Linked DNA regions of Rattus norvegicus: region 1 is linked to region 2. Evidence: chromatin contacts called from public Hi-C data. All regions are on one chromosome and are shown on one strand. Each heading gives the region's core, a stretch centred on a gene start, on an enhancer-like site or on the middle of the called end of the contact. The rest is flanking DNA. Distances are from core to core; before and after follow the strand shown. Region 1 has its middle 88 kb from the start of Irs2. Region 2 overlaps LOC134482538 (a long non-coding RNA gene).

Region 1 (5,518 bases), core at 1,770-4,269, 80 kb after region 2:
AGAGAGACAGAGACAGAGAGAGACACACAGAGACAGAGAGAGAGAGAGAGAGAGAGAGAGAGAACACTAACTGGGCCTGATATGAGCTTTTGAAACTTCAAAGCTTACCCCTAGTAACAAAACTTCTTCAACAAGGCTACCCTTCCTAATCCTTCCCACACAGTTCTACCAACTGGGGGGAAAGTATTCAAATATATAAGCCTATAGGGACCAGCCTCATTTGAACTACCACAGAGAGAATCAATTTTCTCTAACAATGTAACCTTGGTTAGGTTGACCATACACCAGGGCAGGCTCTACTCCCAGGGTTGTCAGGGAAGACAAAGCAAACTCAGTGGGGAAAGGAAAAAAGCTTAAAGTTGGGAGGGAAGGGATGGGAGCCATTAGACTTTGTTCTTATTCATTCCCCCTGCCCTGCTCCCACTGCCACAGTCCCTCTGTCACTGCCCTCCTCTTCCTAAACACCCCCAGGCTTTTCCATTACTGACCTTCCCTCCACTTAAGACCCTTTCCCCTCATGACCCCTGTTCCCTTTTGCAGGTGTGTACACATATGAATTTAAACCCACATTCTGTAAGTTAACTAACACTCCTGTGTGTCTGGTGGATACCAGATGGAAACTAGCAACGCGGTCATTTCAGTTGCTATTGATGGCAAACTTATTTAATTGCCCCTTTATTTTTAGGTTTAGGGAGAACAGAAAGTGGGTCTGATAACTGGTTCTCAGACAACCCAGGACACACACAGGGTTAGTCAGTCATCCCAGAAAACTAGGAGGAATTCACTTCTTAGAGAGATTTGGAGTTTCAGTATCAGAGGATGGACTTGCTGAAATCCTGTCTCCACTTACAAAGTGCTCTTTTAGAATTGCACAATGCATTGAAGGAATTAGTTAACTCTGGCAGTGTTTGTGCACACAGGAGGAGGAAGAATACAAGCAGGAGGGGGATAGCCAACTCTTCTTGAGGGGTACAAAGCTTGACAAACAATAGGAAGAAGGAAACAGAGATCAGGTAGATGTGAAGCCCCTGCCCTCAGGTGTCGCTGGTCACTGCTACAGTGTGGCAGCAATTCCTTGGGATGTCTTATGTCTTGGTGTGCATTTGGTTTTGTGACCTCCACCAGGGAACATTCCTAGATGCTCAGTCCGTAACACTTCTCTTCCTCTGGGATTGCACCCCACTGTTCTCCAGAACGAGCCTTTAGGAGCACACTGTAGTAGGCACACACAGCTCTTCACCCATCCATTTGCCTCCTTGTCAAACTTTTCCCCATTCACCTGCAACCCTCTCTCTCACTTTAGCCAGGTGACTGCCTATAGCCAGTGAGTAGCAGCATCTCAAAGGACAGAGAGACCAGCAGGTGTCTGTGTCTGTTGGCCTTTCTTTGTTCTGATGCTGTCTGGCCATGCGAACTTATCTGAGCAAAGGAAAGGCAAAGGGAGCAGAGTTGAACCTCAGTCCTCTTCTCTGAGGTCACCAGAGGCAAGCCATCACCTTGAAAACCCTCATTTGCAAGGAAGTCCAGCTAGGCCTGAAGAGCCAGCTAGACGGTCTGCACTGCTTCGCAAGAACTCAGATCAGCAGAGACCCAGAGGTGGAGATCCAGTGAACGCTTTGTTTAACTGACCGTTCCTGTTTGTTCCTCAGCATTGCTGAGGCAACAGATAGCTGATACACTTACACCAGGCGGGTGCTTAGCACACCGGGAACTCATCAAAAGCACAGTAAATGATCAAGGCTGTGGGAAAATATATATAACTTTCTGTGAGATCAGGGAGCCTATTGCTTGCCTGGCTTTCTGTAGCACCCACGAGAGCCCATCAAAGCACATTATGCAGTATGAAATCACACTTGGTAAATTCAGTGATTTCAGTCCCTTTGGAGCACCTGGCTGGCAAATGTGGGCTTCAATTAAGCAACGTGAACCAAACAACCGAAGGCTAGAAGCTGAAAGGGAACCCGTGTCTCAATTTCGCTCCGTGAATTCCAAGTGTTTGGTGATAAATCTCCAAATGATCTAAGGCTTATTTTCCCATGATGCCAGAAGGAAAAAACGTATAGAAAAAGGGTCATATTTTAGAAGAACAATAGTGTGCCTGTTACAAACACGTATATATTTCTGTTCGTCATTATGGAGGTATTTGTATGCTTGCCAACTGTGCTATATGCCTCAGATTTAAAAGGCTAGAGAAAGATGGTTTTAATAAAGTCTCCTAATGTAATAGAGGACGCATAATAACATCCTGCTTCAAATCTCTGGGAAAAGAAAAGTTCTTTTTGAAATGTTTTTTTTCCACCCCTTCAAGAATTATTTTCAACTAACAAGAAGAGGAGGGAACCATGAGGCCCTGAGCTGCCCCGTAGACACATGGCTGCCCTTTTTATGTGGTTGGTTGGTGATATTATTAGGAGTTCAGTTACCCTGTAATCAAATGAAACAGCCAGAGAGCTAACGGTAGGGTAACAAATGAGGTCCTCCAGGAAAGCCAGATTTCATTTCTGTCATGGGTCAAATTGGTAGATGACCTCATGTGAAACTGACACACGGAGGTCTGTGTCTTGTGACCCAGTGCTGGTGCGGGAGGACAGCGACTGTCCTCACAAGAGCACAGGCAGCCCTTCAAGTCAAGGCCCTTACATAACAGCGAAGCAATGATACAGGATCTCTGCAGTCACCCAGGAACCTCTGGCAACCAGTCAGCCGTGACCTCAGCCACACGCACGTCAGAGCTGTAGGTCACGGGGACATTTGTACCTGTTCCGTGCCTCGTGATTTACTCTCAGGAGTAAAAGCACTGGGTTTTATTGTTTCTCTGCTCCGTGGATTCTGCTGGAGGCATATCAGCTGGGGTGGCAGCAGAACAGGACCAGCTCGTGAGCTTGGGAAAACCCTGCTTCAAGTCATTAGCTTGTTCCTAGAAAGGAAGGGATTTGAATGGCACCCTTTAGTGTCGGCAGTGTGCTGGAAGGAGATCATGACCTCAGTACTGTTTGTGAGGATGGACAGCACACCCAGGGGAGGTGCTGTCCTTAGCAAACAGGCAGAGGTGGCTATTCCTGATCCTAATCGGGTGCTTGTAGTCTGTGGAATTGTGTCAAACTAGGACAGGTCCCAGAGGGACATCTCTATGATAGTCTCATCCTCCAGCCCAGGGCCCCTTGCTTTTAAAAAAGGGGTCATCCCCCAGAACTCTGTTCTGACTCTCAGAGCCCTCTCCCGACTCTCAGCCTCACCCCATTTTCTTTGCTTTGCCACCTCCTATGCTCAAAGGGGTGGTAACAAAACCCTGTGGTCTCTGAGTACACACTTAACTCCTTCAGCACCTGTTCTTAGTGGTATTTTTATTCTTCCCATGCTACAGAGGAGGAAAGTGAGGTGGAAGGCTATCCCTGGCCCAGCCTGCTTAGCAGAGTCGCCCCAGTCTGCCTAGGTTCAAAGCTCATGTGATTCTGAGCTGTTTCAGTGTGTGTGTGCGCGCTGCGGTCTTGTCAATCACCATCCCTGAGTGGTGGAGTAGACACTGCTGTGATGTGGTGACCATTCATAATCAACACCATAGCATCAGTGAGTAGAGCAGAGGACCCTCTGTCACACAGAGAAGTTCATCTGATGACCAGAAGGTTTGGCATTAGCAGTGAGGATTCTTGAGTGGGAAGAACACTGGCTTCAGACTGACTCATAGACACCCTCTTCCATCTCTTTGCCTCCATAATCTCTCCTATCTGTCTACCTGTCTGTCTATCTTTCTATCATCATCTATCTATCTTCTACCAATCATCTATCCATTACCTACCTATTATCTATTATCTGCCTATCAGTCACATCTATCATCAATCTACCTATTATCTATATATCAATCATGTCTATCTGTCATAAATCAATCAATCTATTTATTATCTATCATTTATCTATCAATTCCATCTCTCATCTCTCATTTATCATCTTTCTATCATCATTATCTATTATCTATAATCTGTCCCTTATTTGTTATCGATTATCCATCACCTGCCCATCCATCCATCTGTCCATCCATCCAACTGTCCATCCATCCATCCTTCTACCCATCCCTCCATCTATACATTTACCATCCATCCATCCATCCACCCACTCATTCATCCATCCGTCCCCCCACCCTTCCTCCCATCCATCCAACTGTCCATCCATCCATCCATGCATGGCACTCACCCACCCACTCATCCATCCACCCATCCCCCCGTCCACCCACCTGTCCATCCATCCATCCATCCATCCATCCATCCATCCACCCACCCACCCACTCATCCATCCACCCATCCCCCCGTCCACCCACCTGTCCATCCATCCATCCATCCATCCATCCATCCATCCATCCATCCATCCACCCACCCACCCACTCATCCATCCATCCATTCACCCACCCACCCATCCCCCCGTCCACCCACCTGTCCATTCATCCATCCATCCACCCACCCACTCATCCATCCATCCATTCACCCACCCACCCATCCCTCCGTCCACCCACCTGTCCATCCATCCATCCACCCACCCATCTACCCATTCAATCATCCATCCATCCATCCACCCACCCACCCACCCACTCATCCATCCATCCTCCCATCCATCCACCCATCTATCCATCCATCCATGCATGGCACTCACCCACCCATATGCCCATACTGTAACCTACTGCTCCTGTTTTTCACGGAAATACTGTCTAACTCGGATGTTCTTAACCCACATTTCTCAGATTTCTCCTGGGCTTCTCAATGCTACGACAGGAAACTGTCCATACAAATGGTACAAGACAAACGAGCCTCAGAATATAACTGGTCTTGTTGGCACTGCTAACTCTGTAAGAATTCAACAGTAGTACTAGGCTAGGCTCAGCTGTAACCCTTCACTACAGAGTGGTGCTCTTGGTTCCACACATGCCTGGACTATCATTGGGCTTAACTGGTATTCACCTAGCCACTTGAATTCCACAAGACTTGGTCTTTAAGACTGAATGCTCTCCCAATTGACACCTTTATTTTCAGCCATTATAATGAACACATTGATGAGGACTGGCATGCATATGGACAGTAAGCGAGTGTGTAGACAGCGTACGGATACAGACCTGCATAATTACATTCAAAGTTCTAGATAACAGAGATAGACGGACAGAAAGATGGTAGGCAGATAATGTGGGTAACACAGATGCATGTAAATGCTACCCACATGACTTCCCTGGGTTCTTCTGGGGAATCTGTGTCTACCTTTTACCTGTGGGCTTTAGGTGTCCCTAAGCTATTTTCGACTAGGGTGACTTCACAATTTCTTGTCTGAATTAGAAAGGTCCACTTGGGGATTAGAGGTGACTTCCTCAGGCTTTGTGTCTTCATTGGTGGAACTGTGTCTTCTCTGTCTCTTTTGTTCAAGGTCATATTCAAGGCTGATCTACTACAGAAAGATATAAGTGGCCTTCCCAACACATTGATCACCTCTAATGCTATATACTGTTAGTGCACTAAAACATTTCCAATGTGTGATGATGTCA
Region 2 (5,639 bases), core at 1,555-4,054:
CGCATGCTTTTATTCTTTCCTCTCGCTATTTCTGGAGAAAAGTTTGCACAAAATGTGTGCGGGGGGCGTGCTGCATTTATAACTAAACCGACAGTGTTCCTCTTGGTGAGGGCAAAGCCAAACCAAGCTTATACAAGAAGTTATGGCGAGAGGATTCATTCCCCTCTCCCTGGCTCCAGCAAGGAAAGAGAGGAATGGAGTCATTGCCAAATCAGTCTCCTTCCCAACAATGGAATACTGGAAACTTCCGGAGCGGACACAACTCGTCTAGGAGAACAGTGTGCGGCAGGCACAGTCCTGAGCATGCGCAGTTTGAGATGCGCAGTATTGAGCATGCTCACTTCAAGGTCCTAGTTCAGGAAAGAAAGATGGCAGATGTGTTGCTGGATACGCCTCGCTCGGGGAATGGAGACGTAGTGAAAGGTTGGAGCATTCTGGGGTGTGTTTATCTTACGCCATAAAGATGGCTGACATGAATACTTCTGGGTCTCTCAGCTTTTGTCATGCCTAGTTTCTTCTTCCCAGAAAGAGTGTAGGGATGCTCAAAGGAAAAACCACGTAAAGGTACTCAGGTCTTCATCAACTTCATTAACCTGGAGGTCTCCAAACTCCACCCTGTAGAGAATCGCCTCTGTTTTCCTCTTCTTGTTTGTCTGTTTTCCTTTTTAAAAATTGCTTTTCAAATAACTTTAGATACATTCGCGAAATACTTAAACGTGTTCACTCCTCTTACACTCCTTCCGTTCCTAATGAGCGCCCTCCTCTGCCCTTTAGTTTTTGTAATTCACTTGTGCAGGTCAGTTTTCTGTCAGTTGGCCACAAGCTGGGGTCATCTTGAAAGTCATCATGTCAACATCAATTGATAAAACGCCCCCATCAGATCGCCTGTGGGGCGATCTATTAATTAATGATTCAAGTGGGAGAGCCCAGCTCGCTGTGGGTAAGCGCTGACCCTGGGCTGATAGTAATGGGTTGCATTTTTTTTTTTTTTAAAAGCAGGCTGAGCAGGCTATGGAGAGCCAGCCAATGAGCAGCATTTCTCTAAGGCTTCACTTCTTGCCTTGAGTTCCTGCCCTGGCTTCCCTCTATAATGAACTACAATTATAAGAGGGGAATAAACCCTTTCCTCCCCAAGAATATCTAAACAAGGGATCACTGGCTAATTGGACGCAAGACTGCAGGCACGTGCTGCAGTCAAGAGGAGATAAGCTGGGAGGAGTTTAATTTGGCACACCTCTGTGATTACTGATAACTTAGGCTGGCACCTATGGTTGGTCTGTCTGTCTTTCCCCGTGTCTCCCTCCTGTCTACAAGCCTCTTCACTCCCAGAAGTGTGGAATGAAGACGTTCTCCCTTGGTACCTTTTTGCAATAATGAGCCACAAGTGACTGCTACCTTACTAGTGAGACTCGTCCCTTTTCTGGAGGTCAGGCGTTTGGCATGGGTCTCACTAGGTTGAGCCAGTCATTATCAAAGGACGATTCCTTCTGGGAGCCCTGATGGAAAAGCTATTTCTTAGCCCCTGGCAGCCCCAGAGTGGCTGCTCTTCTTGGCAGGTCAAGAGCCACACCTGACCCAGTAGTTATAGCCTTACCACTTGAGGAAATGCCACAAAAGGAAATTTACCTTCAATGTGACAAGTGTTCTGTTTTTCAAGACCACTTATGATGCAGAACAGGTAAATCCATCCCCCATCTCCCATGAAGTTCACAGAGATCAGGGGTCAGACCACCCAAGTCTCTTTAGCATGCAGAGCCACAAAGCACCTAGAGTTACAGGGTCCAGTCAGTGGTAGTTTGGGTTGGACGGCACAAAAGGTCATCTATTGTGGGCAGAGTCAAGGTACTATTGCCTCTTTCCATCGCGGCCCAGAAACTGCCTCCAGCCCGCACCCCATCCTCTTCCTTGTACCCCATCGTCCACTGAACCCAGTTATCCCCAGCATCCCATAATCTCCCCATTGCATAATCTCCCTGTCCTTCATCCTCCCTGAACCCCATCCTCTATGCACCCGATCCTTCCTCCCGCACCCCATTCCCCTTCCTGTGCTCTTTCTGTCCTTACACCCCATCCCCTTTTCCTGTACCCTACATGCTACTGCTGTACCCCAATCTCCCCACAGAACTGCATCCTCTGCACCGCACCCCATTTACCCTTCCTGGTTGAAGCCTAGAGCCTCAAATCACCCAAGGGCAACTGGGGTTCATTTCTAGTTCCTAAGCGCCCTGGCTGTTTGTCCCCTAGGGGGCAGCACACTCCACACAAAGTGGCTCAGCCTGAGACACTCTCCTTTCCCAGGGTACCAGCCCTGAACCTGAACAGAAAGGTCAGGTCATCTCCTGGTTGGCCCATTCCTGCTTTCCTTGTGGTTCCTGTCGAGCAGCCATTACCTGGATCCACCCATAAACACGCGCGCGCGCGCGCGCGCGCGCGCACACACACACACACACACACACACACACACACACACACACACACACGAGCACCAGCTCCCACATCCCCCACCCCTCAGTGCCAGTCCCTGCCTCTGCCTCTTCACCCCCACCCGTGTTCTTTGGCTACAGTTGTAGGAAAGGACAGCCCTGGGCTCCCTGCCACAGCGCCAGTTTTGGTTTCTGTGGTGTCCTGTAAAGGACACCTTGGCACACTGGGTGGGTGACAAGGGAGCGCACATGACTTCCCAGGGTGATCCCCGGGCTTGAGCTGCTGACAAGAACTACTTGCATGTGTCTATATTAGGGGCTCCTGTGTCCTGGGTCTGATGCCTTGGTGTGGCCCTGACGCGAGCAGTTAATGACGCTCTCTCTGTGACTCACCCGCGTCCACAGAGAGCAACCAGGATGCCAGGCATGCCAACGGCTCAATGGAGCACTTGGCACCCACGTGAGCCCGCGGCTGCCAGCAGCATGTGACCGAAGGCTCAGCAGCCTGGGAGCCTCCGGTGCCTCTTCTCCCAGCTGCTCCTTGGAGGTCTGTGGGCGGGTCCTGCAGAAGTGATTCCCATCGCAGGGCGTAGAGGACCTCAAAGAGGGGCATGTGAGCGGAATCTCTGGGAAGCCGGACAGAGTGAGGCTTGGCCTCTGGCCGCTTCCCACCTCCCTGCTGAGTGTCCAGTTCTTTTTTTTTTGTTGTTGTTCTTTTTTTCGGAGCTGGGGACCGAACCCAGGGCCTTGTGCTTGCTAGGCAAGCGCTCTACCATTGAGCTAAATCCCCAACCCCGAGTGTCCAGTTCTGATCTCACTGCGCTCACCCAGAAAGTGAAGGTTATATATTCACCGTCTCAGAGTCCTCAGGGCTCAGAACCACCGGAGTCTCTTCCCTTCTAGTTCTGCATGTTGATGTGTGCAGGCTGAGTGATCCCGCAGCTCGTAGGAAGGTCTCTCCTGCTTCTAGCAGTTTTGGATCCAGTTGTGGCACTCCAGTCCTAGCCCCGTGATCCATGTTACTCTTTCCGTTTGTGTGCCCACACCACCCTCTCTTTACATGGATCCTGGCTCTGGCTAGGCCCTCAAAATCTTGTCTTGTTCTAAGTTGTCATAGCTGCAGAAACGGGAGTCCCTGTGAGGAGCCGGCTAAGCTGCTGTCCATAGGCTTCTGGGGTAGGACTTGAACACGCCATTTTGGTGGTGTAATTCACCTAGCAGGGCTTCCTTTGTGAGGCTGAGAGGTTTTTGTGCTCCCGAAGTCTGTTACTAAATACCGTTCAATTTTCTCTGAGTAAACGATAGCTGTGAAGACGTAAACCTCAGGCTGAGCTATCCTCCCACCATCCACTGCTGGTCCCAAGCTCATTGGAAGTGCAGTCCGGGGGGAGTCCTTGCCTCTGCTCCATCTGCTGCTCAGGCCCGTGAGCCCTACCTTAAGATCAACTCAGACTCAAGCCCACAGACTCGGTATTTCTTCTAGATTATAGCAAGACTCTGAAGATGGGTTTGGGTAGGACGCACCATTCTCTCGCAGACTGGTTGTTCTACTGTTGGTTCTGTAGTTCCACCAGGAAGCTCTCTCTCCTCTTGTCAAATCTTTCCTGGTTCCTGGGCCTAGACCTGGCCTAACCTCGGAGGCCTTCTGGCTGGCCTATGGCCTTCAAGTCTCAAGGATGAGGTCAGCAACCCCATTAGGCTCCTTGGACTGAAATGTAAAAGCCAGCCCCCCAGCATCAGCATGTGCTTTTGGGGTACACTCTTTCACTGCTCATGCTGAAGGGCTCTCCCAAACACAAAAGAGAACCCAGAAAAATCCCAGCTCTACCTGCAGTTAGACCCCTGGAGCTCACCCTGCCACAGCCTGGGGGCCGTGAGCAAAACTGCCACCTGTCCCCTCCAGCCTTCACTTCTCTCCCCTGAATAATCACTTCACAGGGAGTGTGGCATCGTCACTGCCTTCATCTGTGGGCCCTGTTGCTTCTGGGAATACTTGTGAGGAGAGGAGAAGGGTCCCCAAACCTTGTGACAAAGCAGTAAGTCCTTGACTGATGAAAACATGAAATGCCAATTCTTAGTGCCCCATGTCACCTCTGTGCATGGGGAAGGAAAGAGAGGAGCTAACAGGGAATTGATAAACTGTCCCAGAAGTTTAAAGCAGCTCCTAAGACAGAGTGAGTCAAGAATCCCAGCTCTGTCACCCACCACCCTCACCACATTAGCAAACAGGCTCTCCCTGCCATAGACCTGCCATCTGTCCCCTTGAACCTGAGGAGGACCTGTCTTCTGTATCGGCATCCAGCTCAGTACCCACCACAGGTCCTCACAGACTCTCGCCATGCTGCTCAACACACAGCAAGGTAAGAATCCTGGCTGCTCCTTACTGGGCCCTACACATCCACAGCCTTGCAGAATGCAAGACCGTGCGGACAAGCAGCAGAAAGGCCTGGGTTCCTGGGACTTTTTCAAAGCCCTCAGAGAAGCCACCAAAGCTGGTTTCGAACCTCATTCCTACACCTCTGAACTATGGTCATGACCATGAGGCTCCAGCTCGTGAGAAAAACTCCTGGAGTGAGAGCCTACTGTTAGCTAACAAGACTTGTTCCAAGACTCGCTTGTTCTGGAGAAACAGTTGACATGTCTATTTTCCAGGATAAAGGAGACCCCATGTGCCACAGTCCCTGGAGATTTGTGCAGCTGTGTGACATACTGGATATACTACTTGCTAAATGAAGAGACCAAGTACAGAACCTCAAGGACTGAAAGGTTAGGTCTTAAAAAAGGAGCAGAGAGTGTCCCCAAGCTGAATATGGGCCTTGAGCTCAGATGACTCATACCTCTGCCTCTTATGTCACATGAGGGAGACTCTTCTACACACGGTTACTTTGCACCAGTTACTGCCAGCCACTCTTGGCTGGTGTCCTGAGAATAAATGCCACACAGGCTGTGTCTTGAGGAGAGTGGATGGTATTCTGTATCCTTCCTGCCCCTTGTCCCGAGAGGGTGGCAGACAATATTGCATACACTTTCTACCCTGGGGATCCTGTCCTGTAGTTTAAAATGTCACATCAAAGAACAGAGATACCCCAGATGACAGCAGGGGCTAATCACACAGGCCTGAGCGATATCAAGGTCCCAAGTTCTGGGGGCTCAAGGGTCCTCTGTGTGGACTTCCCATTCATATCATTTTCATCTCATTGGGCAAGATTAATTTAA

Evidence for each region. A called contact is a pair of places that touch in the nucleus more often than the background predicts.
Region 1: a contact with region 2 is called in a Hi-C map of liver, with 13 times the contacts expected there. The contact joins two enhancer-like sites. A contact is called at or near these places in 5 of 12 Hi-C or Micro-C datasets (frontal cortex, hepatocytes, kidney and 2 more).

What each region holds. Positions count from the first base shown.
Region 1 is chr16:85,099,367-85,104,884 of GRCr8, forward strand. No RefSeq gene overlaps it. Among named protein-coding and RNA genes, the nearest start is that of Irs2, 88 kb to the right of the region's middle. Within about 2 kb of position 3,020, at least 8 of the 93 cell types and tissues checked have an H3K27ac peak or open chromatin away from gene starts, as enhancers often do. A contact at or near this core is called in hepatocytes, kidney and liver, where this site is marked.
Region 2 is chr16:85,019,542-85,025,180 of GRCr8, forward strand. It overlaps LOC134482538 (a long non-coding RNA gene), which reads left to right. Exons shown (of 2, transcript XR_010058774.1): 2 at 1-2. Among named protein-coding and RNA genes, the nearest start is that of Col4a1, 140 kb to the left of the region's middle. Within about 2 kb of position 2,805, at least 40 of the 93 cell types and tissues checked have an H3K27ac peak or open chromatin away from gene starts, as enhancers often do. A contact at or near this core is called in hepatocytes, kidney and liver, where this site is marked.